2 separate regions of the Mus musculus genome follow, and region 1 is linked to region 2. A link is a contact called in public HiChIP or PLAC-seq data. All regions are on one chromosome and are shown on one strand. The core of a region is the stretch at or near the end of the contact, and the rest is flanking DNA. Distances in the headings are between cores, read along the strand shown. Region 1 holds the start of 9530027J09Rik (RIKEN cDNA 9530027J09 gene). Region 2 has its middle 46 kb from the start of Apln.

What was found. HiChIP or PLAC-seq counts read pairs in DNA pulled down with a chosen protein or histone mark.
Region 1: a contact with region 2 is called in an H3K27ac HiChIP or PLAC-seq map of the NIH/3T3 cell line, with 12 times the contacts expected there. The contact joins the promoter of 9530027J09Rik here to the enhancer-like site in region 2. A contact is called at or near these places in 1 of 15 datasets of contacts at CTCF or cohesin (the NIH/3T3 cell line), 30 of 484 Hi-C or Micro-C datasets (3T3-L1-derived adipocytes, the C2C12 cell line, CD4 T cells and 16 more), 6 of 115 datasets of contacts at active chromatin or transcription factors (the NIH/3T3 cell line, embryonic forebrain, embryonic stem cells and 2 more) and 1 of 9 other capture datasets (embryonic stem cells).

What each region holds. Positions count from the first base shown.
Region 1 is chrX:48,283,272-48,287,803 of GRCm38.p6, forward strand. 9530027J09Rik (RIKEN cDNA 9530027J09 gene) reads right to left here and starts at 2,155. Exons shown (of 4, transcript NR_045916.1): 1 at 2,124-2,155; 2 at 295-376.
Region 2 is chrX:47,986,784-47,990,877 of GRCm38.p6, forward strand. No RefSeq gene overlaps it. Among named protein-coding and RNA genes, the nearest start is that of Apln, 46 kb to the right of the region's middle. Within about 2 kb of position 1,803, at least 19 of the 459 cell types and tissues checked have an H3K27ac peak or open chromatin away from gene starts, as enhancers often do. A contact at or near this core is called in the C2C12 cell line, the NIH/3T3 cell line and embryonic fibroblasts, where this site is marked.

The DNA.
Region 1 (4,532 bases), core at 905-3,404, 300 kb after region 2:
GTACTTGGGTCTCTCTTGGGCTTCCTGTCTGGGGTGAGCAGACTTGTGTCTCCCCAGAAAGGATTTTTTCTTACATGACAAGTGTACCAGCCTATATACCTACAAGGCCCAGGTTTGATCCCCCCCCCCCCCCAGCAACCCCTAAAAGTAGAGCCATGGAGGCATGTCGACAGAAAGCTGAAAGAGCAGTATCGGTTTTTTGTATGTCTTCATAGTAACAAGACAGGCTTTTTCCTCACTTTACAGGGACACGTATGCAATCTCAGAAGTAAACGTGTTTCCTTTCTAACTCACCCAGCCAGTTCCTCACCAGGGATTCAAGCAGGATTCAGCCATATGGTCATTAACGCGGACTTTTGTATCCATGGGTGGCAGGCTGGTGGTGTAATGCAGTGGCAGCATTAGTGCTTAGCATGCCCAAGGCCCTAAACCACGCTGCACCTCGTGTTCTCTAGGGGAGACTCACCCCTCAGAACCTTATCACAAGATCCAAACTCAGAATATGCTGGAAGGTGTGAACCCCTCTGAGACACACTATGCTACGGTTGCAGCTTTAGACCTTTAGATCACCGGTCCTATTGCTACCATGGTTTTGGGTCTTTACAACCCCCCACCCACCCACCCATTCCATCTGGACCTCTGTCAGGCATGCTACTACTCTCCAAATGAATTCCAAAATGGTTAGACCTCCAGCTGCCTACCTACCAATACCTTGATTTCCATACGATAAGATTTCAGAGAATGTGATAAGTCCCATGTTACATGGTGAATCAGGAACTAGAACCTTAGGCTAACTTGGAAGTCAAAAGTCATACAATTTTTTTTCTCCCAGAATTTCTGAGTGGTAACTGTGTGTGCTCTTACCAATAGTCCTCAGGAAGTACCTGGGACTGGCTGTCAAGGGAAATAAATATAATGAGTAGTGTTCAATGCCCAAAGGACATTTTTTAACTTATGCACTGGCTTGAGATTGTCCATAATCCGCTCCGCTAGCTGTCACTTAAATCGGTAGCCAGTGAAGGGGAATGAGGAACCTCTACCTCCTCCTGCCTCCATTTAAGATACCTCAACATTCTTTCACTCTTAAGCACAAAGCTGCCATCTCTGTGCAAACCAGTTCCCAAATCGAAGCACCAATAAGTGGACAATTCCGGGTCTACTTTCTCGGGACCCTTCTGCGCGATGTTTGCGCCATACAACACTAAAGTGATGCAAGCCACCCCATCCTTCGAAGGCGAGGGCAGACGCTGGAACATGACATAAACGACGCCCACTCCCCGTTTTCCAAGCCCCCAAACGGATTCAATTGTTGTTTCGTGGGGCTCTTTTTTTTTTTTTTTTCCTTTTCTTCCTCCGAACCTCCGAAGTGTTCTTCCTTCCTATTGGCCAAAGCTGCCCCTTGACGCCACCCCGGCTTTGCTTACTGATTGGTCGGCTCTGGATGTGCCCAAGCCTTTTTCCCAGGGTGTGGCGCCCCCCTCCCGCCCCCAACAGGGTTCTGACCCCTGGCTCCTCCCTTCCCCCAACCCCCCCTCCCGTTCCGAATGGTACCGCCCTGGCTCGGCTCCCCCATGGCCCGGCCGCTGCCCTTAGGGCCCCCGGACGGGGCGGGGCACATTGGGGACGGGCAGAAGGCGGTGGTGGCGCCTTCCTGCCGAGCCCGAAGCCACCCCCGCCACCCTTCTACAACCCTCTTAGGTTCCACTTTCCCTTGAGCAGTTTTCGCCCTCCTTAGTAGCCCTGTCCCGTCTGTTGCAGCCCCCACTGGTCTTTTGGTCATCCCAAAGGGCAGCTTTCAATCCCAGCCCTCCGCGCTTGATACACGCCCATCAGCCTCCACCCTTGGGTTCTCGAAAGGCTTTCTCCCCGAGTCTGTACACCCTTCCCCTCCGGGTCCCTCTTTCTAGCGGACTGTCCATCCATCCCCGGGACCTCCCTCCCTGTGTGTGGCCGTTCCTCCCAGCGGCCTCCACTTCACGGTGTCCCCTCCCCTTCGTGGCCAGCGTGGTGGAGCACTCCTGCCCCCCCCCTTTCTCTGTACCCCCGCGCTCTCTTATGCTGTCCCTTCACGTCCCACTCTAAGTCCCTCCCACGCCATTCCCCCCACACACACACTCACACACCCCTCCCTGCGAGTCGTCCCCTGGCGCCCCTCCCCTAGCCCCCGCTTGTCTATGCCCCTCCCACACACCCGGTCCTTTTGTCTCCTCTTTGGTCTCTAAGTCCCCCGCCCCTCCCTCCCGCCCGCCCTCGCTCCCCGCGAGCACGCTCTTATCTTCCCCAGGTCCGGGCGCCCCGCCCCCTGGCCGCGCCCCGCCGGCTCCCCTCCCTCCCGCGGCCCCATCTCCACCCTCGGCGCTCCGCCCCCCCCCCCCCCCCCGCCAATCCCCGGTGGCTCGGGGCCCTCCAGCCGGGCCCACCTCCCTCGTTCCCTGGTTCGCTCCTCCCGCCACAACCTCCGCAGATCCCAGACCCACCCTTTTCGGGCCGCGGGCTCGGGCTCCCGCGCGTTCTCCCCACACTTGCACTCCTCCCTCCGCCCTGCTTTGCTACCTCGCCCAGGCCCCAAAGTCGCCCGGTCCGGGACACGGTGCAACCCGCCCTCGGGGAAGCCTCTTTCTTTGCAATGGTGCGGGCACCGCACGATCGGACCCACAGCCCTAGGAGCACAAACCCAAACTGGGCCAGTCCTGGCCGCCTTTACATAGTCCGGCTCTCGGAACCCGCCCGGGACCTTGTGCCCGTCGGAAGAGTATAGGGACCTGCTGAGCGCGGCTCCTCTGGCCTGCCCGGCGCGCCCAGGGGAGACACTGCGACCAGAATGCCAGGGATGTCTTTACCCAAAGCCTCCTTCAGTCTTCACCCAAAACCTGTGCATTCAGTAGGCTGCTCCCACCTGAGGTCTCGCGCTCAGCGGGCCTAGGTTGAGATGCTGTACCGAAAATCCTCCCAGCATCAGGGGCTGTAGTTTAGTTATGGTCCATCGGGCTCCATCAGTGAAAACAAGTGATAAGCCCTGACCACCCAGGGAGACAGGGGGCATGCACTTCTCAGCCTAGTGCTTTGTATCAACTGTCTGCAGGTGGAGGGCCTGGAACTAAACTCTTTCATCTCAGGTGAGGGTTGTGTCTTAAGTAGAGAACCAAGCCACAGGCCAATAACTAAAAAATATATCTGTTCCATAATGCCGACGTTGGCGGTATCTCTCCCCTGAACCTCTTCTGCCAAAACCTTATTTACGCAGCAGACTGGAAGTTCTTTGAAGGAGGTCCCTGTTCCTCACCCTAGCTCACTCAATGGATCTCTTGTGATTGGCAGATAACTGGATGTGTTTGTTAACTGCCCGCCTTTGTGACTTAAGGTTGTAAACTGGCAAGGGCCAGGACCAGTTGGGGATTACTAGCTTGCGCCAGGCACAGCATGGTGCCCAAAGGGATGGACAAGCAATGGTGTGTAAAGCTGATGAAAGTACTTATGCAGGAGGCAAATGCCTGCCTCTGGGTCTCCAGAACTGTTCCGGAACTGCACCTGAGTGAGGGAGAAACTAAGGAAGCTGCTTTAGCTCGTCTGCAATCCAAAGCAGAGCTAGTGGCGCCAGGTATATAGTTCTAGTCACCAACTGAATACAAGTGTTAGCACTATCCACTTCTGGGAGTGGGTTTGCAAGGAGACATAAAATCATCCATTTCAGTTTACAACGGAAACCGAGAAAAAGTAAGTAGGCAGGACTTTCTCACTGTGAAACAAACTGTCCCATATAAGGAACAAACCTGTAGCTCTTCATCTACTTGTCCCCAGGTCGAGCTGAACCCCAATCTGTCATTTGAAGAAGCCTGCAAACAGACTGGACTCCATCAGCAGCACTTACGGCGGGCTGGGAAGGTAGGGGTGGGGGACAGTGCAAAGACTCCATCCTCCCATTTATGGGTATATTCATCCTGAGCTTTGCAGCAGCTCATTTGTAACCTGCTCACTTTCGGGCTAGTAAAGCTCCCTGCCCACCTCAAAACCCCACCCCTCCCTAGTTGCTCTGTGTCCCCTGTTCCTCCTCAGCCCTACACTGTCTTCACCCAAGCCAGCCTGCTCTAAATGGACTCGGTCACTGATCCAAGCAGAAACTGAAACAGTAACAATCAGACAGTGTCAAGAGACTCCAGCAGAGATGCCTCGGATCGCCCGGCCTCCTCCTCTGCCTTGGCACAGATGTTCTTATTGTCCAAGAAAGAAATACCAAATTCCCTCTTCAAGCTAGAGAGGGGATATTGCAAGGCTTATCCCCAAGGCCCAGCCCAGTTCTTCTGCCCCCTGATTATTCATCAGTTGGAGACTGTCACCAGCCCCTTCCCCATGCTAGCCAAGATTTTTCTCCCCCTCACCACCGAAGAGATTAAGGGGAGTGGGACTGAAGCTGCAGGAGATCACTGAACTGTTCCGCAGTTCTCTTTAGGGACTGTTAGCACATCAAAATACATATTTGGAAAATGTTCACAATTAACACTGGGGGAAAAAAACAGTAAACACAGTGTCACTTT
Region 2 (4,094 bases), core at 553-3,052:
ACGGGTTGAGTTGACATTAAGTGAATACTTATATGTCACTACAGACTAGAGAGCTCCGCCCAGATGCCCCACATTTATCTTGGACTGAACCCATCATTTAAAAAAAAAAAACCAAAGCAGCCAAACCTTTCCTGAGTTTTCTGTGTCCTCAATGAATGCCACTACAGTCCTACCAACAGAAATAGTCTGCTGTAAGTGGTGAGGGGGACTGGAGTGAACACCTCTGTGTAGTGCCCTAGCTGATGAGATTTATACTAAATTCAAGGACACCCTGGGAAACCCAGAATGCCAAAATAACCTGTTTGGAGAAAGTAGACACAGGGTATACTTTCTGAGGGACCTTACCCAGAAGCCTCGCCCACCTGCCTAGCCACAAGGACTCTTGGTGATAATGTTTAGTATTATACTATACAATATGACTAATGTATGATTTTCCTGTGAACAAATTCTGTAGAATTCTGTTCTAGAGGCTCTCAGGGGTTGGCAAACCATGGTCCAAATCCAACATACCATCTAATTTTGTAAGCAAAGTTTGATTGGAGCACAGCAATGCTATTTTTTCCAGGTTATCTATAACTGTGTTTTACTACAATGAGAGAATTGCATGGTTGCGGCAGTGACTCACAAACAAAACCATTTACTACCTGGCCCTTCAGAGAAACATTGTAATCTAGACTGTTCTGCTCTGAGCCCTACCAAGTGGCGGCAGGGCCCTTTAGCACAATCTTTGGTAGCAAGTCTATGCTATCCATCATTTAACTCAAAAGAATTCATACATGAATGCTCAGAAGACCAACGAAACGGCAGTTAACAAATATGGTTCTGAGCAGCCATTTCGCCCCTCATCACTCACAGCTGGAGTGAGCATGGAGCGACTGTGAACTGGTGCACCTGCCGTTCCCACACTCCTCCTCAGTCCCTGTGAGCCTCTCATTGTACTGAACTGGTTCTCCTGTCTGCACTCAATCAACAGGGCTGGGACAACTGGATCGCCATCTGGAAGAATCCATCCAGAGTTGGATCCATCCCATACCCTGAGAACAAGATAAAATTCCCACCGCTGCAGACTGAAGAGTTTCCTCTGCCTGATGAGGTCCCTGGATGGATGATCAGTTTAGAGGTACAGAAGATAAGCAAATGCCTTGTGGGAACTGGGGGGTTAGGGTTTGATGGAGCTAGTATACAGCAAGCAGACTCCTCGGCTGGAAAGAAGAGGAGCCAACAATGTGTATATACAACATGTACATTTTGGAGCTGGCCAGGAAGCAGGGCTGAAGCTGATGGTCTCAGAGGGAGCAGAGCATGCCAGAGGCTCATACAAGAAGTGGGTCTTACTAACACGGGAAGAGCACAGGCTCCTTAGCTGGGGGGGGAGGGGAGGGCGCTGGGCAAACATCGTTCATTAGTTCCTAGACTATAGCTAGGGTGTTGCATAACTCATGGGTCATGACTATGGTGCCGCCCACCCCTGATTCATCAATCCCCTGGAGGATCACATTCTGGAAAACTTGCAGGCCGTGGAGCTGCTCCAGGAACTGAGGTAATCCCAGAAAAGATGAAGTGATCCCTGCTTCATTTTTCAAGTTAGACAACTAGAGACCCTGTGGACAAAGGAGAGAGACGGGAACGTGAGAGCGAAGCCAGCAGGATGATCCTTGTAGACACTCAAATCTTACAATCTGAAAAGAATTAGAAGTAATTTTTTAAAAAGCAATTCCTTACATGCTTGACGTCCTTTAGTTTGTCCCGGCTGTTATTACTCACGGTTTAAAGTTACACCACATAATGAACTTTGTGTTTAATCCAGATCTTGGCTCTGGAAAATAGAAGACCAACCCAAACCTGAGCCATGATGGAAAGCAGAGGGGTGTGCTGGTCCCCTCAGTTGGGTGACACCTGAAACAGGGGGAGGGACAGGGGAGAGACAGGAGTGCACTGATTAGCTCAGCCTCTGCCTCAAAGCCTGGCTGCCCCCTGAAATCTGAAAGCAAGGGAAGATGCTGAAGTTCCTGAGTTGGGCTCCTTTTGAAGTTTTTCGCAGCCCCTTTGGGATGTAGCCATCCTGATAAGAATGAAGATACGCTAAAGAGAAGCTTGGGACCCTCCCAACTTGGCTATAAGTTGATTGAAACAATGCACCCATAAAGTCGTTTCCCATAGGAGATACATGCTCCTAAAAGGAAAGGCAGAGGTCATGGTGGCAACCAAAGGAGGAACTTAGCTCCCAAGATTCCACACAGTTTGGACAACCTGTCAGACCACCTTACAGGAGAGACAGGGTAGAGCTCATGCGGACAATGAAGGGTCAGTGATGGGGGAGACCATGGCATTGCTTAGTTATCCATATCTCTAGTCCTCTATTTAAATCTACTTGACAGTACCCAGAAGATGAACATGGGGAGGCATAGGCACCAGGCCTTTCTGTCCTTTTCTGGTTTTATTATTTTGCAGGGGTTGGGGGAGGTTTCATGACACGGGTTCTCTGTGTAGCCCTGGCTGTCCTGGAACTCACTCTGTAGACCAGGCTGGCCTTGAACTCAGAAATCTGCCTGCCTCTGCCTCCCCGGTGCTGGGATTAAAGGCGTGCACCACCACTGCCTGGCTCAGACTTTTTTTTTTTTTTTTAAGGACTTGTGCATTGAATACATATGTAAAACCCTTTTCTCTTGCAAATTTTCACTATTCCTTATTTGTTCAGTTGGCCTATTGAAGACAAATTGCTAAACCTGGCTTATTCCTAACAACCCTGGTAATGAGACCAGTCAAAAGTGCCAGCCCACAAGGTCCCCTGATGCCACCTGGTTTTCTCTCACTTCCCATTCTTTGAGTCTCAAGAATTGCTTCTTGGTACATTCTCCCAATCTCCTCTGTGGAGGAGATCCATGGTTCTTTTTGACTTCTTGTGACTCTAGAAGGGACAGGAATGTATTGGAGAACTGGGCAGTCATCTGTTGTGGTGGCCAGCCTAGACACCTGGAGGGACTGCATGTCCATCCTGAGGAACCACACTGTGACAGTCCCATGTCAGTTCTCTGAGTGGAAGGGGTTTGGTCACAAGTAGCTTTGTTTGTAAGGTGAGCCGTGGAAGAAGGCTAGTGATTTGGAAGGGTTTGAGCAATTCAGCCTGGAGCACCTTCCCCAGGCATGGCTGAGTCAAAGGATCTCACCTTAGGCTCTTTACCAGCAGGCTGCCAAGGGACAAAAGTGGACACTGTCATGTTTGACACCTCCTTCTCTTTCATGATCCCACATCCTTGTCATTCCAAGTTCTTTCCCACTTCTATTCAACTCTCTCTCTCCATCATAGCCCAAGCCACTAACCATCATCTCTCTGTGATAAATCTAAGACTGGGATGACAGACAGAGTACAAGCCACCTAGTTGAATTTGAATCTCAGGTACATAGAATCAGTTTCTACCTTGTACTACATTTGGGTCACACACTTAAAGCATTCTCTCTGTAAAGTTCAAATGTAACTGGACCATCTGTGTTTCATTTTGTTTGTTTCTCTTTTTTTCCCATTTGTTTTGTTTCTAAACCTAGCAACCAGACCAGCTTCACAGCCCAGCATCCCTTACAAAGCAGCCAAAAGGAACTTACAGACATTCAGACATGGCCATTGTCACTACTACTCAACACCATGAAATCCCTGCTCACCCAGGAATCAAGTCCAAGCTTCTCACGGGACACACAAGACCTATCTCTGCCTTAATGCCTCCTGGCCCTCGTCTTCATCTCATTCTGTTACCCTGAATCCACATTATGCCCCCAACAGACCAAATGCCCTATACTCCTCCAAATGTGCTTCTTTGCTTTTACATATACCAGTAACTGGAAGAACTCAAACTCATCCATCCAGCAACCACCACCACTGGCACACAACAAAAGACATATAGACCAAAGGATTAGAACAGAAGACTGGCCCCGAAATAAACCAAAGCACCTATAAGCTACCAGATTTTTGACAAGGGTGTCAAAACCATACACTAGGAAAAAAAAAGTCAACTTCTTCAACAAATGGTCCTGGGGAAACTAGGTCACACATGTAAAAGAATGAAATTAGATTCTCATCCTTCACCCTAATACAAACAAAA